Linked DNA regions of Sus scrofa: regions 1 and 3 are each linked to region 2. Evidence: chromatin contacts called from public Hi-C data. All regions are on one chromosome and are shown on one strand. Each heading gives the region's core, a stretch centred on a gene start, on an enhancer-like site or on the middle of the called end of the contact. The rest is flanking DNA. Distances are from core to core; before and after follow the strand shown. Region 1 holds the start of RASGEF1B (RasGEF domain family member 1B). Region 2 has its middle 140 kb from the start of RASGEF1B. Region 3 has its middle 57 kb from the start of RASGEF1B.

What was found. A called contact is a pair of places that touch in the nucleus more often than the background predicts.
Region 1: a Hi-C map of liver shows a contact between it and region 2, with 4 times the contacts expected there. The contact joins the promoter of RASGEF1B here to the enhancer-like site in region 2. A contact is called at or near these places in 6 of 47 Hi-C or Micro-C datasets (embryonic fibroblasts, fetal liver, liver and 1 more) and 1 of 2 datasets of contacts at active chromatin or transcription factors (alveolar macrophages).
Region 3: a contact with region 2 is called in a Hi-C map of liver, with 4 times the contacts expected there. The contact joins two enhancer-like sites. A contact is called at or near these places in 1 of 47 Hi-C or Micro-C datasets (liver) and 1 of 2 datasets of contacts at active chromatin or transcription factors (alveolar macrophages).

What each region holds. Positions count from the first base shown.
Region 1 is chr8:136,552,779-136,557,756 of Sscrofa11.1, reverse strand. RASGEF1B (RasGEF domain family member 1B) reads right to left here and starts at 1,542. Exons shown (of 14, transcript NM_001195367.1): 1 at 1,406-1,542.
Region 2 is chr8:136,418,536-136,423,504 of Sscrofa11.1, reverse strand. It overlaps a transcript of RASGEF1B not described here. Among named protein-coding and RNA genes, the nearest start is that of RASGEF1B, 140 kb to the left of the region's middle. Within about 2 kb of position 1,279, at least 1 of the 83 cell types and tissues checked has an H3K27ac peak or open chromatin away from gene starts, as enhancers often do. A contact at or near this core is called in liver, where this site is marked.
Region 3 is chr8:136,610,725-136,615,742 of Sscrofa11.1, reverse strand. No RefSeq gene overlaps it. Among named protein-coding and RNA genes, the nearest start is that of RASGEF1B, 57 kb to the right of the region's middle. Within about 2 kb of position 2,257, at least 21 of the 83 cell types and tissues checked have an H3K27ac peak or open chromatin away from gene starts, as enhancers often do. A contact at or near this core is called in liver, where this site is marked.

The DNA of each region.
Region 1 (4,978 bases), core at 293-2,792, 130 kb before region 2:
GTTTCTCACCACCGCCTATGTTTCAAATTAAGGTCCAGCCATCACATGCCCAGCTCCCGCTCCTGCTTTGAGAGGAAAGAAGAATTATTCACCCCATCTGAGTCTGACTGTTCCAGACATTATTCAGGAGCGCAAAACCCTGGTCCCTGAACTCTTCCTCTTTCTGCACTCGGTTCAGAGACCTCCCACGGCCGAGAAAGATCATCCGGGGCTAAATATAGATCTACGCACACAAGCAGTGCCTGACCGGCGTCACATGGCGCTGCTGACGAAGGACTCCTTGGAGACGCGTTCGCCCAAACACACATAGACACACTCGTGTGCATATGCATCTGCACACACCATACCCACCGGATTCATCCGCGCAGACAGACGCGTCCACAGTCCTTAGACAGGGTCGCTGCCCAGAGACCCTCCTGCTGTTTACGACGCTTGTGCCACCCTCGGCGCTGTCAGAGGGCTCATTAGCTGCGGTGCTCTCGCCTGAACTGCGCGGACCGGGTTGGGGTGAAGTAGGAATGCGCACAACAGCCGTACGCAGACAGACAGACGCACGTACAGGCCTCCTGTCCCTCCCATTTCTCTCGCACAGCCCTGAAGTTCTTGCCACCGTTTCCCCAGAAGGAGGAGCCTCTCTCCTGCGGGCAGCCCGCGAGGCTCCCAGGTAGCTCCTGTTCACTTTATTAAAGCCCGACCAGGTGATCCGAGGCGACAAACCTGAGCTCAGGCAAGAGAAAGGCGACACGTTGTGCCCCAAGTTTGTCCGCTGAAGGAATATCACCTCGTCAGGGGCAAGTAAATGACTTCTGTTCCCCTGTCTCCGCCCAAAGAAGCAGACCTTAAGATCCTAAGGCTCCGACACCAAAAATAAACAGTTCCCTCCACCCACCCACCCGCACACGAAAACTGGCCAAGCAGCAGAAGGAAACAGCCTCGCAGTGCACAAGGAAGGGGAGACAGGATGAAAAAAGGATGAACGCAACTACAACTCAGACAAATCCTCGAAAATCGTGGCAAGATCTCGAAACAGAGGCTTGGCTTCGGGATCAGGGCGAGAAGCGAGGCACATCCCAAGCCTGTCCCCGCCCGCGACCCAACGGCTGGGTCCCGCACCTGTTGGCACCCAGGCCGCTGCCGGGGCGGCCCCAGACATCCTCGGCGGCCAGGCAAGGGGACTCTCCCGGTCTCCGGCTTTAGCAGGCGCTTTGAGCCGGCAGCGCCCACTGGCCCGGGCTCTCCCGCCGCCTCCCGGCGCACCGGCAGCCGGGGCGCAGGGAGAGAGCCGGGCGGCTCCGCGCGCAGCTCCGGGGACGCCTGGGAGAGCGCAGCGCGCGGCGGGGTCGCGCGTTCCCGCCGCCGGGCTCCCGTTTCTCCCGGGAGAATTGTTGACCAGAGAACAACCCACCTGCAGACGGCCCCGGGTCCTCGGCCTCCCGGCTGTGTGCCGCGCGCCCACAACGCAACCAAAGGACTGGGAGCGAAAGCGCGCGGGAAGAAGGAAAAGAAAAATCCGCCCAACCAGTCGGATGCCTTGTTTATACTGAAACTCCGGCCGCCGCCGCCGCGCACACCCCTCCGCCCGAGCGCCCGCCCCCGCCGCCGGCCCCGCCCGAGCGGCCGCACGGCCAATCACGGCGCAGCTCACCGCCCACTCCGCCACCGCCCCCGGCGCCGGGCACCAGCCCACGGGTCCCGGGGGCCCCGACTCTGGAGGCGCGGTTGCCCGGGTGCCCTCCTACGCTGCGGAGGCCCGCGGAGCCGGGCGCAGCGGTGTTTACCAGCGCGGGTTCGGCTCGCTGAGCCCGCGTGCGTCTCCTCCTGAGCGCATGTGCTGGAGGCTGTTTGTGCAGTCATGTGTGTACCCGTGTGTGTTCATTTACCTGTGTGCTACCTGTACATACCGGCCCGACTTGTTATACAGTATCTATTAACATAATTATGAGCTAGAGGTTACTGTCCGTGGAATTTTCAGAGGAGAGCTGAGAGAAACCACAAGAACACTGGCCCAGCAAATGTTTACAGAAAGCCTGCGTGCTAGGCATTGTGACAAACGCTGGGGGCACACTCCGGGCAAAAGGAGGCTGGATCCTGCCATTAGGAAGCGTGCAGTCTAGAGGAGGACAAGCGTTAAGCGAACGGTCACCTAAACAAAATGTCAAACTGCGGCTGTTAAAAGTTCCACCAAAAAAAAAAAAAAAAGGAAGAAGAAGAGGGAACCTGTGCTGTGAAATACGATTCTGGAGGCAAAGCGGGAGGTCCGGCCTCCCTAAAGGCTGCGCTGTCATGGTAACCATATACTCTAGAATTGGATACTTGATAACTGTTTTAGAAAAAAGATAGAAACTCCAGTACTTCACCTTGTACGAATACAAAAAAAAAAAAAAAAAAAAAAAAAAAAAAAAAAAAAAGGCTGGAGAAAAGAAACGATGGAAGCAAACAAGGGAAGGAAGAGATGCAGGGAAAGAATACAAACTAAACATCAGGAGACAGTTGCCCGCTACGTGACCTTGGATAAGTAAAGCCGCTTTTCTGCGTTTCAGTTTTCCCATGTGTAAAACAACACTATTCACACCTGTCCTATAGGAAGGCCTTCCATTAGGATGGCTGTGATAGAGGCCCCCTTTTTGTCCCGCTCCATCTTCCCTCCCTCCCGCCTCCTTTCTGGGATGGTAGCAGCCACCTCGAGGTTCACCGCGCCTATTCTGATTCCGCCCCTCCCTTTCTGCACAGGCACACCCCCTCTCACTTCTTTTTCTCTGATTATACTCCCTCCTTCTCTTCTGCAAACGGGTCTCCCCTGACTCAGTCATCCACTCCCATCTACCTGAGCTTCTCTGCCGTTTGTAAAAGGAGAGCCTGTCCTGGCCAGCTATTCAATACAAAGCACCGAGGCTTGGGTGGCCCTGCTCAGCTGGTGTGGTTGTGCTGGTTGGTTAGTCTTTCAAGCTCAGTTTTCCATCGTGGTTCTGCAACAAGGAAGCCACATGAGGTTGGGCAAGTCATTTATGACCTGTAGCAATAAATTAAAGGAGTCGGACTAAATCACGATTTCTTAATGGAAATATTTGACATGCCCTTTGTAACTTCTGGATACACCCATCAGCCCAGAAGATTTTGCCAGCATTACATTCTACAGTATTTTACCCCTACTAAAACAAAAGATGCTTATTTTAATTCCTCAAAAATATAAAGAGGATACTATGATACCACTGATTCAACACTTTACCAAACCACACCCCTGCTCCCCATTCTGGCTGATCCCCAAGACCCCCTCCAGTTCCCTGTATGAGATAATACTGCAGGAGAGAGTCCAGAGTTAGGTGGTCCCGGCCCTAATCCTGTCTCTGCATCGTCAAGTCAGCGCTCAAACCTTAGAAAAGCCAAGGGTGGATTCTGGGCCCCAGTTTACTCATCCGAAAAATAGCAATCGTGGTTTATGAACGCAATTCTTCACCAAAGATTAAAAGAAATAATACACAAACAGAGTTTGGAGCAATGCCCTTCAGAGCAGCCTTCCCTAACCTCCCAATTAAAAGGCAGTCACCTCCCCTCATCTCTTCCTTCCCCATGTTGCTGTTTCCTCCGTAGGACGTGCCGCCATCAACATGCTGGGTATTGCACTTACCATGGCCTCCCCCTTCACTAGAATATAAGCTCCTCAAGAGCTGGGTTTTGCGGTCATTGTAGTTGTCTTTCTGCTCTATTTCCGATGTTTAGAACAGTGCTCACCCATTATAAGCACTCAATAAATGTAGCTGGTTGAATCCATTCATTCATTCATTCATTCATTCACTAATGCTCAGCACATGTAAGCCCGCAATAAAGAATAGCTCTTAGGATTGGATAGTAGTCTCTCTCACAAACAAACACTGTTTCCATTCTCTAGTTGTCATTGTTTCTTTTGGGTCTTTTGACTCTATCTGCTCACCTCTGGTCCCTGTAAATGTTGGTGGGCTCCATAGTGCCAGTCGAATGGATGCAAATAACCCCTTGTTGAGAAGGGCCTCACTAGCCACTTGTACTGCGCTTCTGCGAGGCAGCGGGCTCTGTGCTCGACATTGTTTTTTTTTTTCTCTTTCCCTCCTGGCCTTCAGGTGCACAGAATGAGAACAACCATCATGAGTGGTCCAACATTCCTCCTTTCATTTTAGTCTCCTTCATTTCCCATCTCAGATCCCACTTTTCACGCTCCAGAGGCACTTCTCCCTTCGCGCGGCGCTCAGTGTGTTTTTTTTCTATCTGCCTTTCATACCCAAGGACGGTACAGTTTGTATGCGTACCACTCGAGTATGCTCGCCTGGATGGTACTGCGCAGTGGCTCTCATGCTCTTTCTCACTCTTTCTCTCCAACTTGATTTTGATCATCTGTCCATCTTGACACGTGCTCATGTTGTTCCCTCACGGTGTTTCACCGTGGTTTTCACGCACAGTATCTTTTCTCCTCGCCCAAACTCTGAGACACAGGTACTATTTTCTCCATTTTGGAGATAAGGGAATGACGCTTAGGAAGGTAAATAACTGCCCAGGCCATGCGCCTGAAGAAGCCATGAATTAAACCCATGTCTCTCTCATTCCAATGTTCTCGTTTCTCGTGTTCCCACTCTACAAAATGGATTTAATTACCTACTGGAAGATTAGTGAAATAATGTCTGAAAAAAAAAAATCCTCTACCACTAATCCGAGTCATTTTATCTGTCCAAGATATTGCTGTTAAAACCAGTAGATCTGATGTATTTAAATTAAGACTTTTTTTTTTTTTTTGGTCTTCTTAGGGCTAAACCTGCAGCATAGGGAAATTCCCAGGCTAGGGGCTGAATCAGAGCTGTAGCTGCCAGCCTACACCACAGGATACTTATCGGATTTGTTACTGCTGGACCACAACAGGAACGCCTGTGTATTTAAATTAAACCAGAGGCTGGTTCTTTTCATTGCAAAGCGATGTTTATTATTTTTCTCAGACACAAGTGTAGTATCATTT
Region 2 (4,969 bases), core at 30-2,529:
AGTTGGCAAAAAGATGCTTCACATCATATGCCATTAGAGAAATGCAAAATAAAACAATGAAGAGGGAGTTCCCCTTGTGGGTCTGATCTCTGGCCTTGTTCCGTAGGCTAAGGATCCGGTGTTGCCGTGAGCTTCAGTGTAGGTTGCAGACATTGCTTGGATCAGTGTTGCTGTGGCTGTGGCATAGGTTGGCAGCTGTAGCTCCAATTCAACCCCTAACCTGGGCATTTCCATGTGCCACAGGTGTGGCCCTAAAAAATAAACAAATAATAATGAGATACCATTACACACTTATTAGAATGACCACAATGTCCAGAACACTGACAAATGCCAAATGCTGGTGAGGATGCGAAGCAGCAGGTATCCTCATTCATTGCTGGTGGAAATGGAAAATGGCACAACCCCTTTGGAAGACAGGCTGGCCGTTTCCTACGAAACTAAACACATCCTTACCATACAATCCAGCAATCATGCTTTTTGGTACCTACCCAAGGGGGCTGAACACTTATGCCCCCACAAACCTGGATGCGGATGTTAACAGCAGCTTTATGCATAACTGCCAAAACTTGGAAGTGACTAAGAGGTCTTTCAGTAGGTAAATGGATAAACTGTGCCACATCCAGACAACAGAATATCACGCAGTGCTAAAAGGAAAGGAGCTTTGAAGCCATGAAAGGACATGAAGGAAATTTAAATGCATCTTACTTACTAAGTGAAAGAAGCCAATCTGAAAAGGCTACAGGCTCTCCGATTCCAACTCGATGCTACTCTGGAAAAGGCAAAGCTACTGAGACAGTAAAAAGATCACTGGTTGCCAAGAAGTAAGGAAGGGGGTGAACAGGCAGACCACAGAGGATTTTCAGGGCGGTGAAAGCCCTCTGTGTGGTACCACATGTTGATGGATACACGATATCATGTTCTTATACACCAAGAATGAGCCCTTAGGTAAACTATGGACTTGGGCGATTATGACGTGTCAGCATAGGTTCATCAATTGCCTGCTTGTACAATCACTTTCTGCAAACATTTCTCATGGAGGAGCAGGGTGAATTTACGACAACTGGGCTTGTTTGAGACTATGCATAACTCCTCCCGCCAAGCCTGAGAATTAGAGGTCAGTGACCAAGCTGTTATGATGGAATTTCCTTCATAATAGGATAAAAAGCCAGAATCTGTTGTTTTTAGAAGATAGTGAGCTCTTGCTTTTCCTGCTTAATGGGGCCTTGGAGGTCAGGTCCAAGTAGACATCCCTGTGTTCGGAAAGATGGATTCTGCGGGAACAATGTCACATTCACAGGAGATGAAAAACTCCCTCTCCATGAAGGGAAAAGAGAATGAGCACTGACAGTGCTGGTTAGATAAACAAATTTTCACAACAGGCCTCAGAGACTTTGTGTGTGTGTGTGTGTGTGTGTGTGTGTGTGTGTCTCCACCCACGGCTTATCGGAGTTCCCAGGCCAGGGATTGAATCCAAGCTGCAGTTTTGACCTATGCTGCAACTGCAGCAATGCCAACGCCAGATCCTTTAACCCAAGGCACCAGGTTTGGGAAGGCACCCACACCTCCACAACAGGCTGAGCCACTGCAATCAGATTCTTAACCCATGTACCATAGTGGGAACCTCAAGAGAGAGCGCCTTGATCCAGTCACGTGAATGGGTCTGTGACTGCTTGCTGCCATCCCTGTGTGATTTTTTCCCCTTAATTTACTGAAAAAAAAACAAAAAACAAAAAAAAAACTTGGCTTCAAGTGTTGTTCTTACGTATGCAATATAGTTATGTAATTATAATTATTTAGTTCTAGGCCTGTATTTCAAACTTTTTTAAACCAAACAACCCCAAAGTCAATTCTTTGTCCCCCAAGAGCTTTTTCTGTTAAATATGAGTGATGCCCCACAGCACTGGTCACTGGCTATGACAGAGACGAGCACGCTTACTCAACTGGTACTCCTCTCCCCCCGGATATATGGACCGTCTTCCCCAGTCCCTTGAGATCGTGCTGGAGAAAGAAGCAAGCTTGGAGCAAACCTGAGCAGAGTCATAAATTGTGCTTGTTCCCCTTCTTCCTGCAGTGGCAGACCCTGAAGTGTCACGTTGAGGTGTTGGTGGCAAAGGCTGGTGGAGATATTGTGAGCCTGGGTGCCTGAGTGACTCTGTGGAGCAGAACCTCTGGCTACTCTGCACTGCCTGTGCTGTGTTGAGTTAAGCTAAATGGGGGGCTAATTTGTCGTCACAGCATCATGCAACCTATACTGATTAATATACTGGTAAACCCACTGAGATATATTTATGCCCAATAGGAGAGGAAAATCCTCTCATTAATACAGAAATGTATACATGCCTCATCAATGTTTCCAAGGAACATTCAGATAGTTGCTGCCTTGTGGATGTGATCTCTCTTCTTTCCTGTGCAAGTAACACAGATAAATGATGGAATTCATTAATTTATTCAGCAAGTTATTTTTGAGCAAGATACTTTCTGGATGCTGCGAATAGAACACTGAACAAAACAGAGGGCATTCCCCACTCTCATAGAGCTCAGACCCCATAGCTTTTAGGTTCTAGGGGAGAAATAAAGACATGTGAAACAGATAGTATTTGAGAAAGGTAATAGTTCTACTAGCAAAAATAAGCAGGGAAGGGATAAGGCACATCAAGGGTAAGGAAGAGTTGCCATATTCCCAGTATTTATGATGATGCCCAGAACCAAGTTACATCTTCAATGAATGAAAGCCAGCTCTTTGGCACGTAATACCTATATATATATATTTTTTTTTTTCCTTGTCTTTTTGTCTTTTCTAGGACTGCTCCCACGGCATATGGAGGTTCCCAGGCTAGGGGTCTAATTGGAGCTGTAGCCGGCCTACACCACAGCCACAGCAACACGGGATCTGAGCCGCGACTGAGATCTACACCATGGCTCACGGCAACACCAGATGCTTAACCGACTGAGCGAGGCCAGGGATTGAACCTGAAACCTCACGGTTCCTAGTCGGATTCGTTAACCACTGTGCCACGACGGGAACTCCCACCTATATTTTAATGAACCTTCAGCTTCCCTTCAGCTCATCTTGGCCAGCCCGGTACGTCTCTTTGTCTATGGCCTTGAGGACATATCCTATTTCTTCCATTGCCCAATGAAGTAGGAATGGCTGGTCCTAATCTGAAAAGAAGTAGATCGGCTTCCCTTAGAGATGCACCTTAAACTTCTCAGATCGCTCATTGCTTTTGTATTCCCAACTGGACTTCGTTGAAATTTGCCGAATATTGGTTTCATTTTCCCCTCACGAGCCCACTCTTGCCTCTCCGTACTTAGTGATGATATTTAAACTCCCGTGTTAACTCTCAATTCCTCCTCAAAGACTCATCTCATTCCCGGAATCAGAGATGTCACCTGAGGTCTGCTCCCCTACACTGTCTTTTGAGGGAAAGTTCCCACCCCAGCCTCAGTGTCTATGCCACTACATTGTATACAGCACAACCCCTTTGATTTCCCTCATCCTGCCGTCCAGGCTTTGGGTACCCAAGAAAACGATGAGCATTTGAGCTAAATAAGCTAAGCCTTTGGAGTTCCTGTCACGGCGCAGCGGAAATGAATCTGACTAGGGACCACGAGGTTGAGGGTTCGATCCTTGGCCTCGCTCAGTGGGTTAAGGATCCAGCGTTGCCACAAGCTTTGGCATAGGTTGCAGATGTGGCTCAAATCTGGTGTTGCTGTGGCTATGACACAGACTATCAGCTGCGGCTTTCATTTGACCCCTAGCCTGGGAATATCCATATGCTGCAGGTGCAAGTGTTTAAAAAAAAAAAAAAAAAGTTAAAGAACTTGCCCAGGTTCAGACAACAAATAAATGGTTACTTCAGAATATAGGTACCAATCTTCTGATTCCAAGTTCCGTGTTCCCAACTGCACTCACTTGATTTTCGCAACAAAAGACTTTAGCAAAGGCTAAGGAAAACTCGAGTTCAAATAAAGCAACAGAAACAATCTCCCCTCTTTCTTCAAGTTTCCCTTCCACCACTTGCAGGACTCACAGAAATTCTCCACATGATTCTAGGCTCTCATTTGCCACCTGAACAAGTAGTGGTAGGCTCTTTTTTATGAAGAATCTTGCTAATGGCAACAGCGCAGTCCCTCCCAGAGCGGTGATCCTGAAAAGAGGAGGTATGCCCCAAACCACACGAACATACTGACACACATTTACACGTATGTCAATACGAGTCAGAAACATAAGATAGCCATACCCTAAAAAGTTCACCCTGATTATATTCTGGGAGATGAGTGAGCTTCTTAAATCTTTTCTTATTGCCTTTTCCCTTTTCCAAACTGTATACAATGTACTACTTTGCAATTTTTAAAAAGTTAACGAATGACGGGAAGAGAGAAAATAGAGTCTCTGAAATTCCTTTTTCCCTTCACCTTCTCTATTCCACTGTCTCATAGGAGTATGCAAACCTGCTTCCCCAAACTCTTCTTGGGGTTGGGCCCAAATAAACTCCCTTCTCATTACTGTTGTAGTCATTCATTTAGGGCTGCTACACACTTCTGAAAACCTATAAATGCCCTGGCAATAGAAAGATAAATAGTGTTCTCTCTTTGTCCTCAAGAAATTTGCATCTGGGGTGCAAAACTAATGCATGGGCTTTCATTATACACCTAAGTATCACGACCTAAGAAGGAAGCAACCCCATTCTCCACTTCTCATCTCGAGAAACGTGTCTTCACGGCTCCATTTATCTTTAGCTTGAAAGAGGCTACCCCTGGCAGCGGCTACATCCTGGAAATGTGGCCCAAATCGCTCTAGAAACAGCAGGTAATATGTATGGAAAGAAACAGATAAAATCAGCAGTGGATGACTAGACTTACACTTTCGGCTTTAAGGAGGTGATCTTAGCATTTATTGTTCACACCTTTGAGATATTTTGAGAATGAAAAGAGGTGGCAGTAATGGTTACCCTGGGACAAAAGA
Region 3 (5,018 bases), core at 1,008-3,507, 190 kb before region 2:
CCCCTGCTCTTTCTTCTGCATTTACCTGAAACTCAGGCTGAGACCATCTAAGAATTTCCTAAGAAACAGAACGGTCCGTAGCACTGCTCCCTCTGAAACTGAAGCATCTATGAGTCCATTGCTCTTAAATGGCAGATTGAAGATAAGCAAAGCCGAGGATCGCCTGGAGGTGGATCCGCTGAGCGGAAAGGGGCTGAGGCTGAGCCCGCCCTCTGCCGCCCTCTGCTGGCTGCTGAGAGGGAGCATTTCCCCAGAAAATCGGGAGCCGGCGGGATGCGCCAGAGGGATCGCTGTTCTTAACTGCTCTGCTGTTAAAGAAGGTAGGCGACACTTGGGACCTGCAGGAAAGAAGTAAAATATTGGGAGAAACTGAAGTCGTGTAGGAATTTCCCAGCTTTCCAGTTGATGGCTTCCCGCCTTTCAAGGTGTTTACTTTGGAAAGTAGTAATCAGGAGTTCCCACTGTGGTTCAGCGATAACGAGCCGCTAATGATTAGTATCCAGGCGGATGCAGGTTCCATCCCTGGCCTCGCTCAGTAGGTTAAGGACCCGGCGTTGCCGTGAGCTGTGGTATAGACAAGGCTTGGATCCCGAGTTTCTGTGGCTGAGGTGTAGGCCGGTGGTACAGTTAGGATTTGACCCCTAGCCTGGGAAACTCCATATGCCATGGGTGCAGCCCTAAAAAGTAAAAAAAAAAAGAAAAGTGGAAATCAGTGGCCCTATTTCTTACACATTGTTTGAAATGTGATTTCCTAAAAAGAATTTTTCCAGTTTTATTATCGATTTCCCCCTTACCGCTGCAAAGAAGCAGGAGTTCCATGTCCGGAGGTAGACAGGCTTTAGACAAGGTCCCCAGGCTCTTTAAAGGGAAGCCTGTGTTTCCTGGGCCCTGAGGGCTCCCTGCACTCAGGATCCACCACGTGTGCAGGACAAGGATCCCAGTACGTGGGCGCAAGGCGACCTGGGGAGGAAGGAGCCGCGGACGCTTTAAACAGGGACTGAGTGAATCGAATCTTCGGTTTGACGGGAGTTCCACAGAGTCGAACTCAAGGAACTAGACTTGGAGTGTCTGCTGAGGTTCAGTGGGTTTTGGACCTGAGGTCTCTGTGGGGATGCAGGTTCGATCCCTGGCCTTGCTTAGTGGTGTAAGGATCCAGTGGTGCTATGGCTGTGGCCTAGGCCTAAAGCTGCAGCTCCAACTTGACCCCTGATCCAGGAACTTCCATATGCAGCTGTAAAAAGAAAAAGCAAAAACAAAAAACTAAGAGTTCCCATCGTGGCGCAGCGGTTAACGAATCCGACTAGGAACCATGAGGTTCCGGGTTCGATCCCTGCCCTTGCTCAGTGGGTTAACGACCTGGCATTGCCGTGAGCTGTGGTGTAGGTTGCAGACGCGGCTCGGATCCAGTGTTGCTGTGGCTCTGGCGTAGGCCAGTGGCTACAGCTCCGATTCGACCCCTGGCCTAGGAACCTCCATATGCCGCGGGAGCGGCCCAAGAAATGGCAAAAAGACAAAATAAAACAAAACAGAAAAAAAAAACTAGACATTGGCAAAGAGAGGGATGGGGAAGAGCCAAGGTCTAGAAAATTATGGTCAGTTATAAAAATGAAGATTTATTTTGCACTGCTTCCTTTAATGGACTGTGATAACTACAAAAGAGCAACAGCCGTTACCCATACTTCGTGAAAATTTATGTAAACAGGGCCTTTTTTTCTATCTGGGGGATAGAAGAAGACAAGAAGCCCTCGTGAGAAAGGAAGCAAATAATAAGAGAAATAGTATTTATTGTATGTGTTATTATTATGTCTACTTTGCAAATAAGGAATCTGAGGACAACAGTTCATTTCCCTGGAGTCACAGAGAAGTGACCCAAGTGCAATTCAGAAATAGTGCATGTTCTTTCCCTACAAAAAGGACGGAAATGTCAAAGATTATCTCTGCGGGCTTCACAATTTTCCTCCTCACCAAGTTAAACCATTTCCGACTCGCCCTCGGTGCTTCTTTTCACATCGACCACAAGGTGGCAGCATTTCTCCACTGATAACGTCATCAGCTTGGCGAATCCAGCGAGGAGGGGAAATCAGGGGGCAACTAATACAAAGCACGCAAAAAGAGGGAAAGTTCTAACGCTGCGCTGGTGCGCTGAAGAAATAAAGGCTTTCAAACCCTACTGTCAAGCGTACTAGCTTCCAGCCTCTCTGCAGCTTAGAAAATTAATTCATACCAGATTATTTTAGAGCTACCTTGTTCCACCACTTGATGGCAGTATAGACCTCTTTGACCTCTAATAGTTTCTTTTCTGAAAGTTGGTAATTCTGTACACCATTATGAATAAAATCAATAAACAACAAAGATCTACTGGGTAGCACCGAGAACTACATTCAATATTTTATAATAACCTATGTCGGAAAAGAATCTGAAAAAGAATATATATGTAATATTATATATCTGAATCACTTTGCCGTACACCTGAAACGAACACAACACGGTAAACTAACTATACTTCAATTTAAAAGGAAAAAAGGAAAACCACTCCTACTGTTCCTGAAGGTATCAGTGGAGTTGAAAGAAAGAAAGAAAGAAAGACAAGAGGGAAAGAAAGAAAAAGAAAGAAAGAAAGAGAGAGAGAGAGAAAGAAAGAAAGGCAAGACAAGAGGGAAAGAAAGAAGAAAGAAAGAGAAAGAGAGAGAAAGAGAGAGAGAGAAAGAAAGACAAGACAAGAGGGAAAGAAAGAAGAAAGAAAGAAAGAAGAGAAAGAGAGAGAGAGAAAGAAAGAAGAAAGAGCGAGAGAGAGAGAGAGAATGAAAGAAGAAAGAAAGAAAAGAAAGAAAGAAAGAAAGAAAGAAAGAAAGAAAGAAAGAAAGAAAGAAAGAAGGAAAGAAAGAAAGAAAGAAAGAAAGAAAGAAAAAAGAAAGAAAGAAAGAAAGAAAGAAAAAGAAAGAAAGAAAGAAAAAGAGAGAGAGAGAAAAAGAAAAAAGACAAGACAAGAGGGAAAGAAAGAAGAAAGAAAGAGAAAGAGAGAGAAAGAGAGAGAGAGAAAGAAAGACAAGACAAGAGGGAAAGAAAGAAGAAAGAAAGAAAGAAGAGAAAGAGAGAGAGAGAAAGAAAGAAGAAAGAGCGAGAGAGAGAGAGAGAATGAAAGAAGAAAGAAAGAAAAGAAAGAAAGAAAGAAAGAAAGAAAGAAAGAAAGAAGGAAGGAAGGAAGGAAGGAAGGAAGGAAGGAAGGACGGACGGACGGACGTTGGCAGCCCTGCCCCGCGAGTGCGGCAGCCCGCGCCCTCGGTCACAGCGCCGCTCTCCTCGCGATGCTGTGGGAGCCGCCCTGACCTCGCCCGCGGCCCCTCGGAGCTGCCGCTGGGAGCCCGCGCAGGATTTCCAGACTCACACCTGCTCCTCGAAGGTGGTGATGCTTGGTCGGATGCATTTAGTCCTTTTCCCCTCGGATCCCCAGCCCCCGCGGAAAACGAAGGCGCCTGAGGTTCCTCCCGAAGGACCAGCTCCTTCCTTTGGGGTCTGTCCCGGCCTCGCTCCCTCCGCCGTGACCCTCTGCATCGTCGCGCCACACAGGGCCTCCGCCCGCAGCCCCTGCGGCGCCGTCGCGGCCCGGCTGTGCCCGTGCTGCCTCCGGCCCGGACAGCTGCTCGGCCTAGGACCACGGCCCGGGCCTGCCCTGTGAGCCCGCGTTAGGCGGTCCGCAAAAAGCCTGGCACGACGCCTGCACTCTGGGTGGGTTCAGCGAATGCGTGGCCCAGTGGGAAGCGTGGTTTCCGCTGCTTCAGTCGTGCTGAGGGTAAATTCCCGAGAAAGTGTCGGGACCTCTGCTCTCCCGTGGGCCTTGCGCCAGCCCTGGGGATCCACGCAGGTGGTGATGCTAAGAGCGAGTCAGGGTCGTCCGGGAGGGGGCAGTACTGAGCAGCGAGCACATCTGGAGGCCAGGACGCCGCCGCCGGGTGGCCTTTCGCAGGGGTGGTGGCCCCCGCGCTGAACCCTCTTCTCGCCAGGCTGGGGTGCCCCCGGGAGCATGGGCGGGCTTGAATGCAACGTCAGCCCTGTGGATTTATTTGTCTGGAGCGGGGTTAAATTATACATCAAGTTGCTGTTGCCTCGGCCTTTGAGCAATCATTTCTTGGCTGATCTTTGAAGGGAGAAGAGTCAGGAAGGCCCCTCAGGAAATGAAGAGAAGATTGGCGGCTGGAACCTGGATGTGGGAGGGGGAACGCTGAAGAGGGCCTTACGGCTCCCTAGGGGTTTCAAGTTTGTTGAATGAATGAATGAACCAGTGGAGGGCTACTCAGAGGGAGGAAGTGGCCTTTAGGAAATCATGCCAATCTCTCTCTCTCTCTTTTTTTTTTTTTTTGCTGTGATTATAACTAAGGATATTCTATGTTTCTTTTTCTTTATTTCTTTTCTTTTTTTACATTATTTATTTTTGCTTTTTAGGGCAGCTCCCGCAGCATATAGAGGGTCCCGGGCTCGGGGTCCAATCGGAGCTGTAGCTGCCAGCCTACACCACAGCCACAGCCGCAGCCACGCAGGATCCAAGCGTTTGTGACCTACACCCCAGCTCACAGGAATGCTTCATCCTTAACCCACTGAGCCAGGCCAGGGATCGAACCCGCAACCTCATGGTTCCTAGTCAGGTTCACTGCCTCTGGCCCACAGCAGGAACTCCCTTTTTCTTTTTTCTGTCTACCGTGTTCCTGCTCAGATCGTATCTTTGTGCCGAATGAGGCAATGCCGGCTTGGCATTCACATCATACGCCCGGGTGTTTGCAGAGCTATCGTGTCATTAGTCACTGCCTGCTGGGTTCTGCTTTCATGTTTCCACATAAATGAGTCCCTCCCACTCCCTCAGTCATGTCTGTTCTCACTCTCTGATCTTCTTCCAGGCTTTCCATCTCTTGGGGGCCCTGGAGCACCTCGCTGAGGATGCAGAGTCTCAGGTGAGGTAGAGCCGGAGGTACCCGGAAGGAGAAGAGGGCGTGGGGACGCAGGGGAGTCGGCCCTGCTCGTGCAGG